2 separate regions of the Lactuca sativa genome follow, and region 2 is linked to region 1. A link is a contact called in public Hi-C data. All regions are on one chromosome and are shown on one strand. The core of a region is the stretch at or near the end of the contact, and the rest is flanking DNA. Distances in the headings are between cores, read along the strand shown. Region 1 holds the start of LOC111876532 (ubiquitin-conjugating enzyme E2 28). Region 2 holds the start of LOC128129336.

Region 1 (5,930 bases), core at 37-2,536:
TTGAATCTCTGAAGTTCATGCGAATATCTCATTGGTGTCCTTAATAGGGTAAGGGCACTAAATGATTTCAATAGTCTATGTGCTTCTCATATGTTTCTTTCTTGGGATTCCCCTAATGAAATTCTGTTGGATCCTCCTTGACTCTTCTATTGATTTCCAGAGTATTTATCTAAGGGGTTTATACGAGAATGGGAATGTCTAAAGAATCTATGAGAAAATTTAAATTTTTACAAAGGTGATCCTTCCTGGTCCTCCTATAATCACATGGGGTGTACCGATTATATATAATCCAGATCAAATATACCTTCGAATAAGTAATCCTACTCTAAAATCACATCCAAACAAGGAAAATGAAGTAGAGTGAAAATCACCTATTCTAAGTCCATAAAATCTCGGCTATATATAACCTTAACGTATCCAGAAAGGGTCATATATAATTAAGATTTTTAGACTTAGAATTACCTATTCTAAGTGTACGCTTAGAATTACAAGAATACACTTATAGATATTAAGATTACACAAAATAAACATGACTATTTAAAACTTGACATTTTTGGCATTTGTAGAAATATCAGAGAAGATCTACAAAAATGAGATTTTTCTGGGATGAATTCAACATTTTTGCGGATGTTGTTTAAGAAAATGTCAGATTCATATGAAAAAAAACCAATTTTTATAGAACTTTTTGATACTTTCGCGGATAACATCTATGAAAATATTAGGTTTCAGGTAGATCAGGGCTATTTTATGTGCGGATTTAGAAAAAAAAATATAAACTTTATTGGTAATTTTATATTATGTTGTTTAGAATATTATGCGAAAACCAAAAGAGAAAAAAGAAAATAATATTTTCTACCTTAAATAGGAGGAGACCATAATAGACCATTAAACTCGGCCAAAAGTTAGATTTTTTCAACATAGTAGGAGATTTCGGTAGCCCATCTTCTCATTTTCGTAGGTAGAACTCTAAATTCTTTAGTTTTATTAAAAAATTAAAGATTTTCATATTTGGAGCTTAAAGAGATTTTCACAAGTCTCACATAACTATTTTGATCCATCTTATAAATTATAACTAAAATTTAAAAAATAATAAACAAAATTAATCTGCTTAAAAGAAAAATAAAATCTCTAGGATTAAAAAAGTTCTTAGATTTTAAAGAAAAATAATAAATTTTTTGATTAAAAAAAGATATCTCTGGCGTAAAAGTGGGCCGAAGTTGGAAAACGAGAAAAGTCGCCTTTACAGTCCGACGCCCGTTTATCTCACGCCAACTTTGTGGGGCCCGCAATTGAAAGAAAATTCTAGAAGCTGATCGCCCTATAAATTTGATACGCTGTAAATTTAAGCCAAACCCTAGTTCCATTTCGATCTATTGCTGTCTCTGCTCCTCAAATTGTTACACCACCAATTACAACAGTTTTGCTTCCATATATCTTCGATCAGGTACTTCCTCCTTCACGTATAAAGACATATAGCTGAATTCTATTATCTGTATATGTAGTATACGCGACAATCAAAATTTGATTGTTTGTATGCACAGGGTTATGGTAGTATAGATCTCTGATTGCTCGCTTGGGTATTTTGATTGTCGTTGTGTCAATTGTCTCGTGGACTGATTTCTTATTCTTATTTGAATTAGGGCGTGGTTAGACGGTGCTGATTTTTTGGCTGTGCACTTGCGATCTGCTTTTACATTTTGGTGAGAGTAAAGCTCTGAGATCGTAAGTAGCTCTGGTGATGGCGTCGAAACGTATCTTGAAGGAACTCAAGGATTTGCAGAAGGACCCTCCTACGTCATGCAGTGCCGGTAAAACTACTTGTTTTCATTCTTAAGTTTAATTCTCGTAAGGAATCATGTTTTGCCATGATTGATTTGTGCTAGAACAAGTTTATATTGTTTGATTGCAAGTAAATGATGTTTTAATCGGGTGAAAGCATGCTTATCAACAAGGTTTTGGTTAGGGGGTGTGGGTAATTCAGGGAAACCATTTTTGTATGGTATCTAATGACCCACTGCAAGTATATATAGTTATACATAGAGCTTAAGGAACCAAATATTCTCTGTAAACGTTATTGTTATCCTGCAGTGGATGTTGTGCGTCCTCTTGTTATACTGTGTCAATAGTGGCTGAATGATAAAGATGCCTGATTTATGATTCTTTATACAAAATTGATCGCTCAATGGAATTCTTTGAGTGAATACTATTTAGGTGCTTTTACTTCTCTTGACTAATGACATCGAGGTATTTCAAGGTTGATATGTTAAATAAATAACTTGTGATCACATATGTAATCCTATTTGCTTAAGTAAGTTGACAATATCTGAATGATAAGTCTTCCTGAATTAGATTCTTTGTATTGAGAACTGATCTTAGACCTTAATATATGCATAAGCTGATGTAATTTTGTTTATTGTTATTATAGGTCCAGTTGCAGAAGACATGTTTCATTGGCAAGCAACAATCATGGGACCTAATGATAGTCCATACTCTGGTGGTGTGTTCTTAGTTTCAATTCATTTCCCACCTGACTACCCCTTCAAGCCTCCTAAGGTAGATTTGCTTCTTCTGTTTTTTTATCAAACATATGATTTCTGGTATTCTTTTAGGTCCTTGTACTTGAAAGATTAAAGTTTGTAGAGTTTGATTTTCAGGTTGCATTTAGGACGAAGGTGTTCCATCCAAACATCAACAGCAATGGTAGCATATGCTTAGATATCCTCAAGGAACAATGGAGTCCTGCACTAACAATCTCCAAGGTCTGGTTTTGATCTTCTGAATATTTGTTTCTTTTAATTATTTTTAAAAGTTTTCTAATGAATCTGTGATGACATACAGGTGTTGCTTTCCATTTGCTCATTGTTAACGGACCCAAATCCTGATGATCCGTTGGTGCCAGAGATAGCTCATATGTACAAGACTGATAAGACCAAATATGAAGCCACTGCTCGTAGCTGGACACAGAAGTATGCAATGGGATGAGGATATGATTGATTCATATTTTTGAATCTGGATGAGATATGGGATATGATGGATGGTTGAAAGAATAAAAATTGTTAAGCTTTTTCATCACTTTTTATTCTTCAAGTTGAAATTGAAATGTTAATGAAATGGTTGTTAAGATTTGTCTTCTCATCTTGGTATGTGTAATATTGGATTTTGATTTACTGACTAAAAGACGTTTAGAAAATGTGTTATTGTTATGTTTTCCAATCATAAGCAGTTTCTTCCTGAAAACCATCCTCAATCAGTCAATCTTGCATATTCTATTTTTTTTCATTTCGTTAGTTGCGATAATCTAATAGTTCAGATAAAATCTTTTCAACTATTGTTCTTAACGGTAAGTCTGTATGTTTAAATCTGTGTGCATCTTATATATGTTTTTTTATCCTATTAATTAAAATTTCTTTAATAAAATATAGACCTGTCTTCTTTGATTGTAAGAGTTTCAGCTGTTTAGTTTTTCTTGTATCCTATTCTTAATCTAATCCATTAATATCTAATCCATTAAGAATCCTAAATAGACTTGAACCCATGAAAATAATATTTTAAATTTTTTTTCGAAATTTTTTATTTATTCTGTATTTTAAAAATATATATTATTTTGATCTCCAAAAATAAATGGAAATGAATGAAAAAATAAATGGAAATAAATGAAAGGAGGGATGTCCCTCCCCGCAAAGGTATTGAAACAGTTTGTATAAAAAAAATTGATGGTTTTTTCACATCTATTAATTTTTTTTATGAATAGAAGCACATGATAAATGTTATGAAGTTTTTTGATGCGTTTATATTTATCAATGACTTTATTTTCTTTTTAATGCACGTGGATCGATGCAAAACTTATAGTTATGTGTTATTCTAACGTATTTAGATTGATCTACAACTTGTTTTTATGTGTATTTTCAATGTTTGATTGTGGACATCAAATTCTTGAATTATGAATGCATGTATGTGTAGGAAAATACAAAAAAAAAAAAAAAAAAAAGAGAGAAGAATTATAGAAACCGGTTTACTTGGATATTGAACCGGAAACCGATCACCATACTGGTTGAACTAAAAAAACCGGTTTTTAAAACATTGTTTCTATTGCTGCTGAAGACCAAAAACGGCTCCCCCTGATCAACGACTGCAGCTTGCTCTTTTGCCACATGTTGTAATATCGAACCAGAAAATGAGAGAAACCAAGGGAAGCCACCGGAGCAGCCGCCTCCGCCTCCGATTTCCTTCTTTAGATTAAACCAAGCACCGATGGTGCCCTCCATTGGATCGACAAAAATTACCCACATCTTCTTCTCTCCCGAATCGGAAAACACTTCAACCTTTCTGTAACATCCCAAAAATACGGTTCAAAATTTTCAATTTCAAATTAAATAATTATAAAATCACTTGTCAGAAAACAATCGTAGTATCACTCATATCAAAAGCCAATGTATCGATAATCAAAACATATCATGATAAAACATCATTAGAGTATAAATCCCAAAGATCTCTGGTCCGAAAAATGTACTGTGATTCGATGCGATCATGCCTGCTCCTTTCCCTTCGAAGAGGAAGTACCTGAAACCAAAATTGAAAACTGTAAGCACAAAGTTTAGTGAGTTCCCCTATCATATCGCATACCATATAATAACATACCGTCGGTCATATCTATGTGTTGGGCCTACCCTGTCAGGCATATCTGGGTGCTCGATCTACCCTGCCAGGCATGTCTGGGTGCCCGACCTGCGCTCCGGTTTATCTCAACAGGCTACGAGGATTGTTTCACCCCTACCACTACCACATAATACATAGCATAAACATACTATCAGGCATATTGGAATGCCCGACCTACCCTCCGATTTATCTCAACCGGCTGCGGGGTCTAACCTACCCTTCCTACGACTCACATAATATCATAGCATACTGGCGCATAAAGCATAATAAATAATGGCATACCAGACAATTATCACAAAGACAATTATCTCAAATATAATCAACTACTGGTGGGTCGTCATTGGTGCCTTCGACCCACTTCTACTGGAAGCTAACTCACCTCAAATGTCGTGAAGTAGCTGAACTGTCCTCGACTCTGAAATCAACTCCAATCAGACTCCTACACATAAAGGATCTCCTTTAGTTACCCTTTCATACCCATAACCCCTTAAGGGTCAACTTTGGTCAAAGTCAAAGTCAAAGTCAAAGTCAACACCTTTGTCAAAGTTAGCCTTCTGGTCAAAGTCAATATTTTGGGTTGACTCAACTCGCCGAGTTGGTCCATCAACTCGTTGAGTTCCATGATTCATAAACCCTAAAATCGCGATCCAACTCGTCGAGTTTTTTCACAACTCGTCGAGTTCCTCCTGTCCACAAAATCAGGGCTTCTCCAGTCAACTCGTCGAGTCACCCTTGAACACGTCGAGTTTTGCCCTTTACAGACTCGAGACACTTCGACCCAACTCGTCAAGTTCTTCAGTTTGTTAAGCCATCTTAATAGATTAAGCTCCTATCCTTCAGATCTAAGCTCCAAACTTCATCTACATATTGAAAGTGTCCTTTTACGGGTAAAGTTTCCAACTTTACCCGTTAATAGCCTTCCTTAATGGGTTTAGCTCAAACCCTCACTCTTTAAGACCTATATCTTGATCTAAAAGCCATAATACTTCAAGCTAAGGCATAAAAACATAGATCTGGACCCTAGACACTACATGAACACGTAAAGTCTCTGACTTTCTCTTCATGCATGGCCTTTTGGAGCTTAAAAGACCAAAATGACATCCTAAAGCTTGCATGGGGCTTCAATGACCATAAAGTTTGCACCTTTATGCCATTAAAACCCTTCTAGACCCTAGATCTGAAAGGGTATTTACTTGGGACGTCCAAGTCCCAAAAGCTTACATTCTTGGACCAAAATATGGAGAAAATGCCCTAAAACTAGATCTAAGCATACT
Region 2 (6,582 bases), core at 3,909-6,408, 220 kb after region 1:
TAAATCGGTCGATGTTTATGTGTGTGAGATTGTCACTCGGCATGTTGTTCCGATTTCTATTATATCAAATCAGGATGGTTGGTTCACTTCACAGTTATAACAGAGATTCTATGAGGAACTGGGTACGAGACAACACTGTAGCAGTACTTATCATTCGCAAACTGAAAGTCAGAGTGAGCGGACCATTCAAACACTTAAGGACATGTTGCGAGCCTGTGTGATTAATTTCAGTGGGAGTTGGGATTCCTACCATCCCTTAGTTGAGTTTTCATACAACAACAACTATACTCCAGTATCGATGCACCGCCATTCGAGCTTTTTTATAGGAGGAAATGTCGTACCCCAGTCGGCTGGGGTGAGGTTAGTCACAGGGTTATAGGAAGGACCAAATTATTCCTTCAGACACCAGAGCTTATTCAACATATCATGCAGAGGTTGAAGAGGATCAGAGTCGGCATAAGAGTTATGCCAATAAATGCCGATCAGAGCTGGAGTTCCAGGTCGACGATATGGTTCTACTGAAGGTATCACCATGGAAGGGTGTAATATGTTTCAAGAAGAGGGGGAAGTTGGGGCCCCAGTCTATTGGTCCATTTCGAGTGATTTCCAGGGTTGATAGGGTAGCTTACTGGTTTTATTTGCTTGAGGAGCTTAGTAAGATCCACAACACCTTCCATGTCTCCCAGCTTCGAAAGTGTGTAACTAATGATTCAATAGTTGTTCCTTTAGATGATATCTAATGATCGCCTGAATTATGTTGAGATTCCAGTGGCTATTTTGGAATGCCTTGCTTAACAAGGTGGTATCTTTGGTCAAGGTCCATTGGCAACATCAGAAGGGTTTTGAATAGACTTAGGAACCCGAGGCAGAGATACGGGAGCATTACCCTGAATTGTTCACAACAAAGGACTTCAAGGATGAACTCTAATTCAAGTGGGGGAGAATTGTAACATCTCGATTTTCAGGTATTTCACATTTTGACCCTTGGTATGAGTATCGTTTACAAATTTGGTTTCGCATGTCATTTTTGTAATTTTTGGGAGTTGCTTGTGTACACTGGGCGTACCCAAGCGTACGCTGGGAGTACTTGGCATGGACCTAAAACCCAAATATTTAGTTTTTGTGTACTATTTATTCATCCTCAACTCTCAAGGATCCCTTCATTCATTAGCCTCCAGCCTCATATTCAACCCTTACAAACCCTAATCCATTTTATAGCATCTTTGAGCCTTGAGTGTGTATTTTGGTGATTTTGAAGGAGGAAGAAGGAAGAGGAGACCATCTTAGAAGAGTGAAGCCCCTTAGATACATAAACACATCATCATTTGACACCACTTGGAGGTAAAAAGCTCTGATCTTGATGAAGTTTTGCTTAGATCTTGATTAGCCATGGATTGTGTTCATTTTGGTCCCGTAAACATGACGTATTTGAGTATGAGTTACTCTAATTCATTTGAGTTGTCTTTCAGTTATTTTGGAGTGTTTAGAGCCATAAAAATGTAATCATGGTCCTTAGTTTTCCCCCATGTATGGACTAGGATGTCTTAATGAGTTAAGAAGTTATGGTTTTTGGTTTTAAGCACCTATTAGCCATTCAATATCATAAAGTTGGAAATTTTATGATTAAGGACATCATTTGAGGACTAGATCTAAATTTTGGACAAAAGAGCTTAAGGTATCAAACACTTATTAGAAATAGAGGGTGGCTAACGCGCATGTTGGGCGTACCAGAAGGTATGCTGCGCGTATATGGTCAACATCCCGATTTTTGGTCAAGCTTTGAGTATGTTGAGCGTACAAGTTAAATACGTTGGGCGTACTCAGTTGAGTCAACTTGGTTGACTTTTGAATTTCAACCTTGACCATATTTTGACATGTTGAGAAGAAGAAGAAGAAGAAGGTCGAAGCAAGGAGGTCTGAGAAGAAAGGAACGGTGGGTGGGGAATGTAAACGGCCTGTTAAATGGTTGGTGACATGCTGTAAGAGGTAGAAATTGGGTAAAAAGAAAAACTGAACCAATTTTATGGTCTGTTATTAACGCACCAAAAACTGGACATGCCACAAAATCAAACACGTGGTATGAAATTGTGAGCTTTTATCTCAATAACCTTTGTTTTATTGATTTACTAGTTGTGAGACTTGTATATTATACAGATTGAGTAAAAAAAAATGTTAAATGGAAAGTTTATTTGAATTTGAAATTTAAAAAGAGTGAAAAATATGAGAAAAAGAAACATGCAAAAAAAAAATCTATGTGTTTAGTTGTCATACCCGTGTACTAAACGGGTTAATTATAACAAAATGTTAAATACAAAGTTAAAAATTATAAATTTATTTGAAATTGAAATCGTAATTTCAAATTTTAAATTAATTGTCATTATAATTAGTTTAAGTTATAGAAACTAAATTATTGATATATTAGAAAATGAAAATTGAAATAAATAACAAGGCAAAATTTTTCAAAATTATGATGAGAAAAGAATATATATTTATTTATTAAATATAGATATAGATTCTGTTTTTTACGGAGGGGTAGACTTTTTAACGACCAGCGAGCCGCAACAGAGTAAATTAGGTTGAAAAAAGCTACGAAAAATGTTTTCGAAGGTACGTTCGATCAATTCGACTCCCTCGTGTTTCTCCGTGGTAATCTCATTGATTTCCATTTTCTCGTTTGGTTTGTGATCAATCAATTATAAGGTTTTATATGAATCTGTAATTACAGATTAGGGTTTATCGCACGCGTAGGACTAAGTTTGTTTTTCATGTATTTATAAAACTGATCATGTGATTGTTTCTTTTGATCGTTTCAGAATTGGTATGGTTTTCTTTTCGTTTCGATTCTTGGTTTGAGTTTTTCTATAAATAGTTATCGTTTTGTTGACATTGATGTAACACTAATTTTTAACGTTATTGGTTATAAATGTTACAATGCATATGTGATTTATGTTGATAATACTGTTCTGTTTATTTAAGGAGGTTGTATGTTTGTATTTCTTTTTCTTTCTTTTTTAACATTGAACTAGGGATTGTTCAGATTTGATAATTGTGGCAGAGGAAGAAAATGAAATTGAGATGAAGGAAGAGGTGAAGGATGAAGCTGCAGATGTAAGCATACATTGATGTTTCCTTCTTCTTTCTTTTGTTTAGGTCTGTGTTCGATTGTATTGTGAAGAATTACCGACTTATATTGCCTTCATGTCTATTTCTGGTTGATGTGTTTTGATGTTGCTTTGTTAAAGAAATAATGCATTTGTGATTCATAAATATTGGTTTTGATTCTTATGGCCGGAAGACATGATTTGAAGTCTGTGCTACTTCATTACATGTCATAATGCATGCATGCTTTTTTATTGGTTGATGAGTCTGCTTATGCACTTGCTAAAAGCTGAGGTAAAATCCCTGGTAAACTTATAGAAACATATAATGTTATCCATTTTGCCTATAGAATAACAATGTAGACAGTTTATGATTTGCTTATAAGATGTACATATTTTGCTTTATCACTCGAGCTAATATGGAACTTCCAACAATCTTTTAGTAACTTTTGTATCGTGAAATTTTATTTATTTAGAAAGGCAGGAACATAATTTTTCACCAAATGAGGTAAAAACTCATTTCCATGCTATAACAGTATTGGTATGTAGTAGCATTACATTACAAATTACTTGGTGGATGCACCTCCTCTTATTTCACTATATACATAGTAGTTTTATAAAACCAACAGTCGGCTTATTAAATAAAACAAGTTTTCTAGTTCTAGTATAATAGGAGGGCCAAAAGGGCAAAAACGGAAAATGATGATGCAGTTGCAATCACGGAGCCACTGGCACTGGTCAAACTTGTCCCATTAAAACCATGAGTGCACCCAATGTTGATGGTGTCATTTAGGTTGTTGATAGTGGCTTTGTTTCGAAACACGTAATTTTGTTTAACGTACTTAACACATTTAAGAAGTTGTTGAGTGTGTTGTGCACAACCTCCTTCACAAAATGCTTGTGTCTCATTTGCACTTATGTTCAACCATCCGCCTACATGGAGTGTGAACTTTCCCGGGCAATCCGAAGATACCTGCACAACCACCAATTATCTCCTTTACTTTTTCTTAGATATAATACTGGTTTTGACTTAATGACATTATAATGGGTTAAGCTTTTAACATGAAGATGGACACTTATCCATAACAGTTTCTTTTTTACTTAATATCGACATAATGACTTGATGGGTTAAGCCAAAAAACACAACTTAAATACATTAACCCATTATCTATTTGTCCTTCCTTTTTCCTCCCAGCTTCCAACGTTAAAATTGATGAATGTTGTGAAATTGGTTTTTTAGAATGTTAAGGTAAAATGGTAATTTAGTCTATGGATCATTCATTTTAAAAAAAAAAAAAAAGGCCTTGTGTATATGATATTTTATTTTATATTAGACATCATTATCCCTTGGGCCGTTTTATATTTACAAAACTTAAAAGGAAAGAAAGAAAAGAAACAAAATTGGTTTTTTGGAATGTATCCATTCGGCCGTTTTATATTTACAAAACTGAAAAGGAAATAAAGAAAAGAAACAAAATTGGTTTTTTGGAAATTTGATCTACTTCAAATGGTTTGTTCATTTAAAAAAAAATGGCCTTGTCCATACGATATTTTTTCTCGATTAGACATCACTATCTGAACATGTTTTACATTTACAAAACTTAAAAAGAAATAAAGAAAAGAAACACCACCTTATTTATTCGACTTGGGTTGTATTTTATCTTTATCTAAGCAAATAATATAATTAAATTTTTTGTTAAAAAGGTGAGTGGGCGTGGTGTTTAAAGCTGTCTAAAATGCGTACAACTTCCTATAAATTGATGTATTGAAAAAAAAATTAAAAAATATATGAAAGAAATAGAAAACTTACATTGAGTAGGCAATAGTATGCACTTAGATCTTGTATAAAAGGTGCAAGATTAACGTTGTAAGTGGGGTTCGTTGTATCTGAAAAAAGAACACCCTTAGCAATCAACGCCGTGTATTTCATCATGCAAACTATCAAAATTTGAAAGCAAACAAACTTACTAATCTTGAAGGAACTTGAAATCCCAAAGAAACCCAATAAAGACAATCCGAAAAGCATAAGCATTCGAGAATTTTTCATTTTGATTTGGTGGACAAAACATAAAATTTTGCTATTAATTTATACTTGAAAGAAAGACTATAGACATGAACGATCGTTGAACCAATTTTATCACTAAAAACAATGGGATAACAAAAGTATATCCCATTACATTTGACATAAACAAGAATTAGCTTTCAAAATATTCCATAATGTTCTTTTTGAGATTGTATACCATCAGCAAATCGTTATATGCATTAGATAGTTGTTAAGTGGATTTAGGTATACTTATCCATTAAGTTGGATATACATGTTTATACAATTGTCTTTATTTTGTAAGGTAAAATATATGTAAAATGTACTAACCATTTAATTTATCATAGAATGATCATGTGTCAATAGTGGAAGGATACCAACTACAAGCCTTGTTTTGAGATATTATGTATATTAAACTTGAAGGTGAAAATTTAAAACTTAGGAAACATTAAATCAATCTCATTCTGATTCAAAGGAACCAATAGCTCGACAAATTTTGATAAATGATGTTTTGGCAAAAGAAAATTGCAATAGAAAAATACAATAATGTGAATAGACTTTATAACAACTGGTGTATTTCAGCTAAAACCATTGGCCTCAACAAATTGAGAGGATAATGTGCACATGTGTTGCTTTGATCCATATTATGAATCGAATTAAGCTTTTAAGGGAAAATGACTTAATAGCCCAATTAAGTTTCTAAACCGTTCAAAAAACCCCAATTATGTTTTGTCTGTTCAAAAAAACCTAACAAACTTAACATTTTGTCTAAAAAGTCCAACTAAGTTATACTTTCCTGAAAGTCAAATAAGAGAAACATATGACGTGGCTTATTACCGTATCGGAAAAATGACTTGTTAGACCAACGAAGTTTCCAAAACGTTTAAAAAACTTCAATCATGTTTTGACTGTTCAAAAAAAACCCAACGAACTTAAGCAAAACAAAATTGAGATTTTCTGAACGGTTTGGAACTTTATTGGACTTTTTAGATAAAATGTTAAGTTCGTTGGGTTTTTTTGAACAAACAAAACTTGATTGGGGTTTTTTGAATGGTTTGGAAACTTCGTTGGGCTTTTAAGTCATTTTCCCAAGCTTTTAAATATTTTGAAATGATTTTTCAAACTAAGAGGTGTATGATGAAATTTGTACTACCAAAATATAAAAAAGTAAACCTAGTAAAAGTTTGCTACCTCAATTCTTTTTAGGAATTATGATTTTTTTTTATCATGGAAGTTTCAAAATTGTCAATCATTTGGTCATTAAAGTTTTAATCGCGCTGATTAAGTCCTTAAAGTTTTAATTGTCACTGTTTAGCCACTTGAGCAGTTTTCCGGTTGCCACTTGCCACGTAGTTGCGATGATGCACCTATGTGTTCTAAATAAAGTGTTTTAATTGATGAACTAGCGAAGTTACTTAAACGTCATGATCATTTGCTCCGTTT

What was found. A called contact is a pair of places that touch in the nucleus more often than the background predicts.
Region 2: a contact with region 1 is called in a Hi-C map of leaf, with 6 times the contacts expected there. The contact joins the promoter of LOC128129336 here to the promoter of LOC111876532 in region 1. A contact is called at or near these places in 2 of 4 Hi-C or Micro-C datasets (both in leaf).

The regions. Positions count from the first base shown.
Region 1 is chr9:18,472,970-18,478,899 of Lsat_Salinas_v11, forward strand. It overlaps LOC111876532 (ubiquitin-conjugating enzyme E2 28), which reads left to right and starts at 1,287. Exons shown (of 5, transcript XM_023873082.3): 1 at 1,287-1,444; 2 at 1,641-1,808; 3 at 2,426-2,553; 4 at 2,655-2,759; 5 at 2,839-3,237. The coding sequence starts at 1,739. The coding sequence ends at 2,982.
Region 2 is chr9:18,691,594-18,698,175 of Lsat_Salinas_v11, forward strand. It overlaps LOC128129336, which reads right to left and starts at 5,159. Exons shown (of 3, transcript XM_052767931.1): 1 at 5,067-5,159; 2 at 4,909-4,985; 3 at 3,586-4,071. The coding sequence starts at 5,145. The coding sequence ends at 3,760. LOC111876563 (a long non-coding RNA gene) reads left to right here and starts at 2,518. Exons shown (of 2, transcript XR_002845035.2): 1 at 2,518-2,607; 2 at 3,038-3,283.